Linked DNA regions of Ovis aries: region 2 is linked to region 1. A link is a contact called in public Hi-C data. All regions are on one chromosome and are shown on one strand. Each heading gives the region's core, a stretch centred on a gene start, on an enhancer-like site or on the middle of the called end of the contact. The rest is flanking DNA. Distances are from core to core; before and after follow the strand shown.

Region 1 (6,036 bases), core at 2,255-4,754:
ACAGTCCATGGGGTCACAAGAGTCAGACGCGACTTAGCAACTAAACAACAACAAATCTTATTTGACCACACTCACTTACTCATCTGCAAAATGAGATTGATAATCATAAAACCTACTTAGATGAATCAGTATGAGAATTATGTAAGTACACAGTAAGTAGGCAAAATTTTTATATATTATTATTAAGAAAGATCAAAAATCACGTGTTTTCTAGCCTCAATTCTGTGGTTTACCAGTTTCCAAGCATGAATCCCATTAACCCATGGCCGGCCACCTACCCTATTTGTAGAAAGTCAGGAGAGGTGAAGTCCTCATCAATTTATCAGTGTCCTTTCCCATTTCTGTGACTTGCCTTAAGAAGCCACCACCGTTTTCCTCCACACATCTAAGCCATTTACAACAGACTCCCACATCACACTTCCGTTTCTTCTTCCCTTTTCCACCTCTGCTTCACACACGCCTTTAAGACCGTGAATTTCCACCCAGATAAGAGCTTTGTGCATGCACCACAACTCTGCCTACCTTTTCCTCACCTCTTCCAACTCACTTCTTCCATCTGGGTGCAGCCTTCCAATGCTGAATTCCAAGAAAAGTCCCCACCCATCGATGCACAAGCTGAGCTAGGAGTCCTAAATACTGCCCCGGGTCAAAGTCTCAGCTCCACTCAGTGGTAGTAGTAAAAGCCGCTCAGTCGTGTCCAACTCTCTATGATCCCATGATCCCGTGGGCTGTAGCCTGCCAGGCTTCTCTGTCCACAGAATTTCTCAAGCAAGAATACTGGAATGGTGTGCCATTCCCCTCTCCAGGGGATCTTCCTGACCCAAGGACCGAACCTGGGTCTCCTGCATTACAGGTAGATTCTTTACCATCTGAGCCACCAGGAAGCCCACCAGCTCCATTCAACCAGTTACTAAATGTGTTACTCTTCTTCCTGTGGTTACCATCCCAATACCTAATCCCACAGATGCCTCCAGAGCCCTTAACGGCCTTGTTTTCATGAGAACTTCTAGAGAACCCCATAATGGCCCCTACAATCCACAAGATAAATGTACATCTGCTTACCAAAAACTGAAAGTCCTCCCATTTCTCCATGTCCCACCACTCCGTTCCTGCTGGCCATTCAAACTTAGGCCTTCTTCCCTACATCTGTTAGCATACACCTAACAGGTTCATCTCTATCTGTCTTTTTCCCACTTAGGCAACTCCTGCTGCTGCTGTTGCTAAGTCACTTCAGTCGTGTCCGACTCTGTGCGACCCCATAGACCCTAAAGGCTCTCTTTAGGTACCACTCCTTCTGGTAGCTTCCCTGAGGTTGAACTACTTCAGTGCAACCAAAACATACCCCTAGAACAGTACCACACACTCACTCACACAAACACACACACAGGTGCTCCCCCAGAACAGGGACTGACCATGTCCTCCTAATCTTTGTATTCATAGGGCCAGCCAGTTCCTGCTTCACAGCAGGTAGGCTCCAGAACCCATGTGCCTCACCCATTGCTCCTCTCCTTTCAATGTAAAAATAGCAGCGTGCTCCATCCTCTGTTTTTATTATGTTACCTGGCATCTTCTATCCCCCTGCCCATTTTCTATTTAATGCATTAAATCTCTGGGCTAACAGAGCCTCCCAGTCATTGTGAGTTACATTCTGCCCTTGGTCAAAACCCCCCAAAATAGTTCTGAAATTAAATTCAATCTGACTCTTCCTATTCCCAATTAACCCATGCTAGTTCCACTGCAGGGTAGTCACATGTTAACACCCAGAGTCAAAGTTCTGGGCTGTTATTTTGAGTTCATTTCTAATTAACTGGATGACCTCAGACAAGAGAAAAAATTGAGATAACAGGGTCACCAGGCCCAATTCTCAGGGGATTTTTGAGATTCAAATGGAATATTTGACGGGAAACTTTTATAAAGTGCACAGCACTGTACATTCATAAAGGATATGATTAACAAATTTTATCAGCTCTAAGCTGTCAATGGTAAAATACACCGTTATCAACTTAGGACGATGATCTGCTCAACTATGATACATCTGTGATTATAAGACAACCCAATGTCACTGATATAAAATGTGAAAAAGTATATTTTTTCTGATGAAATACAGGTATCTGTCTCAATAAAATAAAGAATCTGCCATAAAATTTTCACATTTGCCAATGGCATGTAGTAAGCAGTAGTAACTGTGGAGTAAATGAGCAAACACTCATTGATAATTCTTAGGCCAGATTATTGCCTCTCTCACTGGAATGGGCGGCAGAGGATTACCCAGTGCCAGTTCCTCCCTTCTCGCTCATGTCCCAGCCTGCTCAAAACCCTCAAATGATGACTTCAAGTCATATCCATGCCTGGCATTTTTAAGGACCTTCATAATGAAGCCTCCTCTCCCATCAACCACTGTCTGGAACTGACTGTTCACTGGAATATGTCCTGCCAAGAAGGGTCCCACTCTGTCAGTCCCAATCATAGTAACCAGCTCAATAGAAGTTTCTCCTCCTGCCAATCCTCGAAGCCAGGTCCAGGCCCACCCACATGTAGGAGCACGACACTGGGTGGCTGCCTGACCCAAGGGCTCCAGGTTCGCAACCTCACTGTTCAGACAGCTGACCCCAATTACATATTTCTTACCTAGAATCTATACTCCAGATTCTAAAGCCTGGGTGCTGAGGTTGGAAGTCTGCCTTGCAACCTTTTGACTGACCCTGGTGCAGACAAAGACCCTGAAGGAAGAAGGCTGGTCATGGGATACAAAGAACCCTACTGAGAGTTCTGGCCTCCCACCAGCTACCAAAATTTACTGTAGACTTTAGTACTGGCACTCACCTTCTCTGAGCCTTCATTTATATTTCCCTATCTGTAAGAGCAAGGGGTAGTGAGGAAGGAGGGGAGGGGAGTTGGAGGGAAGAGGGTGTTAGCTGCTTTTTCCCTTTCCACTTAAAGGCTTTCTTAAAATGCTCTTGTGTTCAAAGAGGTAGGCCATTAAGTCACTAAACACCTTAGTGAAAATGGGGTTTATTGGGAAGCAAGGAATTTAGAAAGGGGGGTAGGAGACAGAAAAGATAGAGGGGATTGGATACAAAGTTAAATGAGTCTGGTACTAGAAAAGAAGTTCAAAGGTGAAGCGAAATTTTTGCATTTTGTGTTCATGGTGAGCAGGCAGTGGATCACTGAGAAGGGAAAGGAAGCCAGAAACATCCTTCAGCTTCCCCAGCACCCCAAAATCCCAAAGACACCCCTCTGTCCAAGTGCACTCAAGCACAGTCCACTGATTATCCCATTTTATGTGCCCACGCTGCCCCACGCCGTGCCCCCAGCACAGTAACAGTTACAGCTTCATCTCCACTCTCCACACTTGAGTCTTCTCTGCCTCTGCAGTTCCCTCCGGCTCATGCCCTCATTCCTTGTCCCTAGTTACTAACTTCAGAAAAACCCTTCATCCTTCAAAAGCCTCGGATCCCTCATGAAGGACCAGACCAAACTCCTGTCTCCAAGCCCCGCCCCGCGCCTTTTCCCCTGGACTTAGCACCTTCTGTCTGGGGTCAGGTTTGGTTCTTTGGTTGACTGAACGCTTCCTGAGGGCAGAGTCTAGGCCCTAAACGCCTCTGGATCCAATAACCCAGCACAGGGCGGCACACAGCGAGTGCTGGAGAACTGCTTGGAGAAAAGGAACCAGGAGTCGGGAGCCATTTATTTTAGTTACGGCTCTGCCTCTAGTGAGCGACTTTGGGGAGACTCAGCTCTCTAGGCCTCAGTTGCCCCAGCTGGGAAATGGGGGAGCTTGATGCCTGGGTTCCTAGGCCCCTTCCCCAGTGACAACTGTGATTCCGCGAAAGCGCAGAGCTGCTGGGTGTGGCCCCGCCCCCTGGGAGTCCTGAAAAGCCCGGGCAGGGGGCGCGCAGGGAAGGCCTCCAAGCCCGCCCAGCCCCCGGTCGAGGCTTCCCAAAAAACTCGGGGTCCCCCTCCCCCACGCGTGCACCCCGTGCTCGCGCCGCGGCCAGCACTTCCGCACCGCGGGCCCTGCGGCCCGGGCCGGACGCGCGTTGGGTGCCCTGCGCCCGGCTCTCCTGCCACCCCGGAGGCGCTCTTGCCGGGGAGGGCTGGGGGTTCCCGAGGCGCCCGCGGGCGGAGGGTGAGGGGAAGGAAGGAGGATTTGCAACAATACCTCGGGGAGGAGGCGGCCGGGGCAGCGGCGGCGGCGGCGGCGGCTGGAGGCGGAGGCAGCGGCGAAGGAGGAGGTGCCCAGGCACTCCCCCTCCCATTGTCCCCAGCCCCGGCCAGGCCCGGCCCCGCGCCCCGCACCGCGCCCCGCGCCCCGGGCCGCGCAGCCAGCCCTTACCTTGCAGCGACCGGCTCTCCCCCGCTCGCTAAAGCTACTTATCCCGGGAAAGCTCGCGCGGGGCCCGGGAGCGAACCCACAGACAAAAAGTGAAACTTCGGCAAGGCTGGAGCGGCTGCTGGTTGGTGCCTTTCCCCCTCCTTCCTCCCACCGTCCCCACCCCCTCCCCTCGGTCTCCCGTGCGGTGCCCTGAGAGCTGGAGGCTGACGTCAGGGGCCTGAATTCCTGACTTTGCCTGCACGCATTTGTCCATGTAAGGTATGGGAAGGCGGGTGCCCGCGGGGCCGCGGCGCTCGCCGCCGGGGGAGGGGGCGCCCACCTCGGGGCCCGTGGCCCGGCCCCAAGGTGGGTGCATCGAGGGCGGTGGATTTCCTGGAGGAAGAGAAGACGCGGGGAACGCGGGGAGCTTGCAGAGGAGGAAGGGAAAGAGGGAGGTGTGGGGCCTTTGCCTGCCCTGGAGGAAGAGGAAGGAGACGTGGAAGGAGGAAGCGGCCGGGGCGAGGGGCTACTGAAAAAAATGAGGGAACCTGCGTCCACTGGTAGGAGACTACCAGACTAGGGAGTTGAGTCCGGGTAGACGAGCTCTGCGGTGGAATCCCCCTGCGAGATCTCGCTCGTGAGCCCCGCTCGGATTCCCAGCAAGGTTCAAACGTACTGGATGTCGGAACTGGCCCCGACCAACTTCCAGCCCGTCCACTTCACACGGGAAATCTGAAGCTCTCGGAAGAGAAACGACTCGTACAAGGTCATGCCCGCCACAGATCCCGGCGCGGGAGCCGGATGCTCAGTCTCCCAGCTATGTTCCTGTCTGCAGGCAGGGGCCCGACTCCCTCCTTCCCGCGGGCCAGTCAGCCGGCTGGATGTCAGAGGGCAACGCGGACCACCCTGGGAAGAGATTCGGAGCTTCCCCGGTCCCCGTACGCGGTCAGTTCCTGGAAGGTTCTGATTGCCAGTGAGCCCTGCATAGCCATGCTGATCAGTTGCTTCAAGGCAACTCCCTCCATCCAGTGCTCAAATAAACGAACCCCCGGAATTTACTTCACAGCCCTATCCAGAAACCCAAACTTTGTGCTTATAACTTGAAAAAAAATCTACGAACTGGGTGAATTAGTTTGAATAAAGGCAAGACCGTTCTTGGAAGGTTTGTGTAGGACTTTTTGCTCCGATATTTGTAAATGTGAGCACCATGTGAGGGGCCTATAATATGCATTAGGCATTGCCTGGAAGGCACGCCAGGGCTGGAGACTCGTTTCCTTGTACTTCTGTCCTGCTTCCTGATGTCTAAACTAATCATTCCTCACCCCAGCACATTATAGAAGCACATTCTCCCAGGTTTATAAGATCTTCATAAAACAAAATGTAGTCTATCGTTGATATTTGACGTAAAAAAGTCAGGCAAAATAACTTACCCAACACAAAAACAGCAAGCAACTTGAACCCACCTCTGGTGTCTAGGTCACCTGACTGATCCCATGATTTTTCCACCCACGGAGGAGGCCCTGATCTCCTAATTCATATTAATAAATGTTGAGAGTACACCATGAGTTACTAATTCATGAAATCTCCAAAAATTGGTTCTTTTGGGATTTGGTGTGACTTTTTTTTTTAAACCAAGAATTAAACAAATGCAGAAACACATATTTTTGCACTTAACCATTTATCAAGCATATTCTTTGTGCAAAGTCTTTGACTTCACACAT
Region 2 (6,036 bases), core at 1,845-4,344, 100 kb after region 1:
ATAAGTTACACTGTTACCCTTAAATATCACTCTGTTCAACCACTTAATTTCATATTTTGGAAAATAGAGGCTCAGAGAAGAAAAATGACTTTCTTAATCTACCCGGAGTTTGCCCAGAACCTGGACTTGGCAAACTCTTTCTCTTTGTGCCTGGGAAGAAAGTGAAGGGGAAAGCAGGCTGAGAGGATTCTCCTTTTGTTGTCCTCCTGTTTCCTGAAGCAAGAGCAGCCCCACCTTGCTCCTGATTTCCTGGAAAGTGATCAGCAATCCTGTGGCTGCCAGTGGCCAGCAGGGAACTGAGGGATGGAGCAAGCATTTCAGAATGCTGGAAAAAGGATTTTTCTCTTCTATATTCAGAAGAATAACCCCAAGGGGAGAACCACTGGCTATTAATAACTAGTCCTTATTTAGGTACATACATTTTTGAATTATTACTGTTCATAAAGTACATTTATGACTATAATCTTAATTAGTCTAGTTCTTACTGCTTTTGAAAATTATCTTGGAGGCATCATTATTTTCATTTTGTAGTTGAAAAGCTGAAAACCTGCAAAGACAGTTGAATCGCTTTAGGTTTCACAGTCAGTGTTAGAGATGGGAACAGAGTGTCATTTCTTAACTCCTGACCTAAAGTTCTTTCCCCTTTTCCTTGTTTCCTGTGTTGCTACTTCAGACATCTCCAGGGAGAACTTCATTATAATAAAGCATTTTGGTGTTTGAGTAACTAAATCCCTTAGATGCAGCCCAACGCAGACCCACCTTGTACCTTGAATTTGTCCTGTGGCAAGTAGGAATGTTAGAACATGGCTCATGATTAACCATGATCTTCATTCTGTTAACATTATCTCTGAGAAAATGAGTATGTAGATGGGGAAAAGGATATTGCATTCTGGAATAATATTTTTGTCTTTCAAATTGTTGCTAGGATCATGGGGAATAGATTCTCATCAGTCTCATAATCTGAAGGTCCTGGGTTTGAACCTCAGAGAGGGCAGGCCCTCACTTTTGGGCTTCCTTTGTACCTCAGTCAGTAGAGAATCTTCCTGCAATGCAGGAGACCAGGGTTCGATTCCTGAGTCAGGGAGATCCCCTGGAGAAGGAAATGGCAACCACTCTAGCATTCTTGCCTGGGAAATCCCATGGACAGAGGAGCCTGGCCGGCTACAGTTTATGGAATCGCAAGAGTCGGACACGACTTAGTGATTAAACCACCACACACAGTACCTGACTGTAGTGTGCTTACAAATCACTGACCTGATAATTTGCAGAATTTCCATTTCAGAGAGATTTGTTCTAGCAGAGACCGAAATTCTTTGTTTGGAACTTGACAAATTTCAGACCCACGAGAACTCAGTTTGACAAGCTATGCAGCTACATCCTTCCATCATCACTCAGCCCTAAGCTGGCAACAATGCTGGGCAAGTCTTCAGTATGCAAATCAGGGACCCCAGATCTATCGTGATTAGTGTGTGACTCCTGAAATGTTAGGAAAGTCACTTTTCTCTTAAGAACTTCAGTTGCTTCAGTTGTCACGTGTTGAGATTGGATTAATCAATGTGCTTCTAGCTTTTATAGCCAGTGGATTCTGTTTTTCTGAGAATGCTGTGGGATCCTAGGATGTAGAAATGGTAAAACAGGTAGGGCTGAGGACTTGGAACCCCCTTCATTTAATCCACTTGTTGCCACATGACATCTGCATGGAAGATGTCAGTGTGGAAATGATGGGATAATTCCTCAAACCCCTTTTAGTCCCCAGCACTGGCATTCTAAGGACCAATAATATCTTTGATACATGTTAAACATGTGAGATGGGTTTCCCTGGTGGCTCAGTGGTAAAGAATCTGCCTGCTAATGCAAGAGATGTGGGTTTGATCCCATATTCAGGAAGATCCCCTGGAGGAGGAAATAGCAACCCACTCCAGAATTCTTACCTGGGAAATCCCTTGGACAGAGGAGCATGGAGGGCTACAGTTCATGGGGTTGCAAAAGAGAAGCAAAAGACACAACTTAGCAACTAAACAACAACAAACACCCAAGGGCTTCAGTGAATCCAGGATTCAGGATCTAGAACTGGGCAGATGGGTAAGGTTATAATGGCATCACAAAGAGTAGAATTTGGAGTGAAAAGCAGCATGGTACAGTTGTTACCCTTCACAGGTGCACAGCCCTTCATAGTTCACATAGTATTTGCACATCAGTTGTCTCTTGAGGGCTTGTGAGCTCTGTGCATTTCGATATTTACACAATGACCTTCCATGAAGTGACATGAGTGTGCCTGGTACAGTGGTTGAGCTCCGGAATATAAAGAGGATCCATTTGAGCCTCAAGAAGCTCAAGCCCTGGTGAAGGAAAAGGCAGGTAAACATATCAGAGCAATTGCAAAATGGGAAGCCTCTTAGAGAGGTACATGCAAATGTTGAGGAGAGAAGAAACGATTCACTTTTCCGGGGGTGGGGAGGAAGTGGCATTGTTAGGGTGGGGCTCTGCAGGTGGAGTTCCCCGGGCCTTTAATCCAGGTCTTTCTACCTGCTAGGCTCCTGTTCAGGCTAGAGAGAAAGCCAGTAGGGGAGAGGGGAGGAGTTTGGGGAACCTGGCCCGGGGGAGCAAGCAGAGGTGAAGCTACGAAGGTAGATTTGCTGGGAAGGACTGTGAATGCAATGCAAAGAATTTGGACCCCGTGGCAATGAGATCTTCATTTTCCAGATGAGGAGCCAGGCTCACAGGAGTCCAGAGCTACCCTGAAGCCACAGGCACCAGGAAGGGACCTGCAGGGTCGGCCCAAGCCAGCGCCCTGCCGCTCCTTCTGCTACCCTGTGCTGCCTCCAGCAGGCCTGAGCCGAGCAGCCCCTGCGTGGGAGAGGCCCTGGGCTGTTTATCCGGCTGGGCTCCGTGGGGCTGGCGCTGGCAGGGAATGGAAGTGGGTGGGGTGGGGGCCGGGGAGGAGAGGAGGGGCCTGACAACAAGGGCGACATTCAAGGCCTGCGCTGGAGCCGGGCGAGGAGAATGGAAAGCTACAGTCTGTCGGAGCGTCCAGCCTTGGCAGGGCGGTCGGGGCCTTATAAGGAAATGTTGTTCTCTCTCAGCCAGTGGGGCTGGGACGGAGCCCTGTGCCCACAGGACAGAGCTGCCCTTGTGGGGGGAGCAGGGGTGCCACCCGCCCCTGGGCTGTGAGCGCCGTGAGCCGGGGCTCTCAATGGGCCACTTCTGCATGCTCAGCATTCCCTCTCAGGCCCAGCAGGCCAGCGGCCCCCACCCCCTGAACGCCCTCCCCCTCCCTGGTGCCCCGGGCTGATTGGAGGAAAGGAAAAAAACAAAACAAAACAAAGACTTGGCCAGATTTCAGACCTCGATGATGTTTGATGCCGAATTACCCTGAAAACAGGCTCAAGTCAAATTCCCTCCTGTCTCTGCAGGGGGAGGGATGTCTCTGTGCCCTATGTCCAGGGCCTGCACCCAGCCTCCTCCTAGTGACCACAGGACTCCCAGAGCTGGGCCCTGTCGTGGGCGCAGAAACACAGGAGGAGGAAGGCTGGAGCTGGTGGGCAGAGCCACGAGTGCGCTCCTGGGAGCAGGACGGCTCTTCAGGGTCCTTCCCAGTGGGCTTGGGACACTCGGGAGGGTGCAGAGGAAAAACATGGCCACCCACAAGCAAAGGAGAGGGCTCCTCAGGAGAGAGAGGTCAGCATCCATCACTGCTCCACGGCGGTGCAGTGAGGGATGATTTGAAGCACTGATCTCTAAAGGGAGCTCCCTGGACCTGGGACCGAAGAAGAAGAGATGCTTGTCTGGCCTTTTGCTTTGCCTATTCATAGACTCACAGGTGTATGAAACCCTGGAGCTGCTGGGAAAGAGGTCAGCCAGTCAGCTCTCCACCTAAAGCTAACTTGGCAGACCTGCAGGGGGCCTGTGCTCTAGGTGACCCTGTGTGCCAGCTGTCGTGGGCCACACTAAGGGCCGAGTCATGAGAGGCACCCAGGGAACAAAATGTGAAGGAGAAGGTTACGAACCCTGAGAAAAATACAGAAAAAAGGCTCTTAGAGTTGACAGAGGGAAATTCCTCTTGAATAGGTGATCAGAGCAGTGGACACGAAAGGTCAGGGTGAAGAGAAGACCTTTGGGGTGAAGAGAAGATCTTTGGGGTGCAGAAAGGCTCAGAGTTCAAGAAGTGACATTCTGAAAGCTTGGAGAGTGAGGGAGATCGTTTCCAGGGGAGAGGCTGGTGTGGGCGGGCAGGAAGGATGGGGAGGCTTGGGGCTGGCTAGGTTCCTGGATGGGCATACTGGTGTGCGCAGCTGGCACTAGGGTTAGCACCAGACTTTGGAGGCCCTGAGTGTCAGAAGGAAGAAGGGACTCAAGTGACAGATAGCTGGGAGCTGCAGAAGGGTTTTGAGAGTCAGAGAGGCTGGGCATTAGGCAGTGTGATCGGGTAGCAGAGGCAGAAAGAAGCACCGTTCTCTTCACTTCAGTCAAGTCAGGGCAGCGTTCCTTCCACAGGCAGAGGCTGACGTGGGCCATAAAGGTCTGGAGGCTTGGTTCTCTGCCTGGGCCACCCAGACCCCAGGATTTCAAGGGTTGCTGGGTTTCAGAGGTGCCCTTTGAACAAGCAGCGACCGTTCCCCTGGGAGAAGACTAGGATGGGCTGCTTTGGTTCAGTTCTCTTTCCAAAGTGAAGCTTTTGTACATAAGTGTGTTCAGATGGGCTTGAGAAACCTCATCATCAGTCCTTTTTGTAAAGAGGTTATTAACAAGTTCCTGGGGTTGAAAGGCAAAGACACGGCGCTGACATCTCGTCTCGGAGAGCCTGTCCTTTGCTGGGCAGCCCCTATTCACACGCCCGTGCTTATCTCGTTGCTGGTGGCAGACCAGAGACCCCTCTGTTTTGCTCCTGTTGCTTCCTTCGCTTCCTTTCAAGGCCTGTCCCCACCATGACACCACCACTTGGAAGAGACAAGACCCCTTTGTAAAAGAGAGCGGGACTGACTCCTTGCCCATGGGGAACACCAGAGGGCCTCGGGCAGAGCAGTGAGCTTGCTCGGTGTTTGACCCTGGGTTCTGTGACCCACTGCTTGGAAGAACTTTAGCCTGATCCTCAGACCTGGTTCTTGCATCATGGCCATGAGAACAGAAGCTGAGGAGCTGGTGTTGTGAAGCTCCATAGCAAACCTTGCTTCCCACCAAATTTTTCTTCCCTCTCAATGCAGACACTGACCCTTGGGGTCACAGAGTTATAGTTCCAGTCACTGAGTAACTGGCTTGCTCCCTTGCCTCTCCAGTGGGTAGGGGTCATTTTGGATTTGTATTAGATGAAGATGAATTTATTAATGTTTTTTCCCTTTTAAGGGAAAATGTAAGCATTTTATGGTGAGATATTGTCTTAACTCTTAAGAGTGAATTTCAAATAATAATAGGCTCAGACGGTGGCTAAGGTCCTATTATATGACATCTTCTTGGAACCCCTTAATTTTTATCACCAACACATAAATTGTCTGCCAGTCTCAGTCTCCAGCGCAGGGAAATGTCACTGGCAAATCTCTGCTGATTTTCATTTTGTTTAATTTTACCTAACTGTTCATTCCTTATGCACCCATTTATTTGAGATGGTAATGAGTAGTTAAAAAAAAAAAAAAGCATAAATGGAATGCAGTAAAAAAGTCTCCCTCTTACCCTTTCTCCAATTTCCTCCTGTCCTCCCCCAAAGCAGCCTGTGTTACCATCTGCTTGTGTATCCTTCTCCTCTATGATGTTTTTATGGAAATCATTATCAAGGACATTTCTCATCCAGGAGAGATAGGTTCAGATTCAGAAAGATGCAAGCTTGTTCAAACAAAATTTTCTAGGGGCAGTTGTTCTCCCCAGGTTTGCCTGCCTTGGATATTGAGCCCTAATTCTGGCTGTTGGAGAGCCCTCACCTGGGCCAGGTGTCTATGGAGCGATCCCCGATGTTCTAAAGGACTTTATCATGAAGTGCTGAGGATGCCTGAGCAGTCTCTGGAATGAGATTTAAACACCATCCTCCGCTTGATCTTGTAGAAAATA

The links. A called contact is a pair of places that touch in the nucleus more often than the background predicts.
Region 2: a Hi-C map of hypothalamus shows a contact between it and region 1, with 2.8 times the contacts expected there. The contact joins the enhancer-like site here to the promoter of LPP in region 1. A contact is called at or near these places in 2 of 16 Hi-C or Micro-C datasets (hypothalamus and tail adipose tissue).

The regions. Positions count from the first base shown.
Region 1 is chr1:199,986,896-199,992,931 of ARS-UI_Ramb_v3.0, forward strand. It overlaps LPP (LIM domain containing preferred translocation partner in lipoma), which reads right to left and starts at 3,505. Exons shown (of 12, transcript XM_042233292.2): 1 at 279-3,505.
Region 2 is chr1:200,087,052-200,093,087 of ARS-UI_Ramb_v3.0, forward strand. No RefSeq gene overlaps it. Among named protein-coding and RNA genes, the nearest start is that of LPP, 100 kb to the left of the region's middle. Within about 2 kb of position 3,095, at least 39 of the 54 cell types and tissues checked have an H3K27ac peak or open chromatin away from gene starts, as enhancers often do. A contact at or near this core is called in hypothalamus, where this site is marked.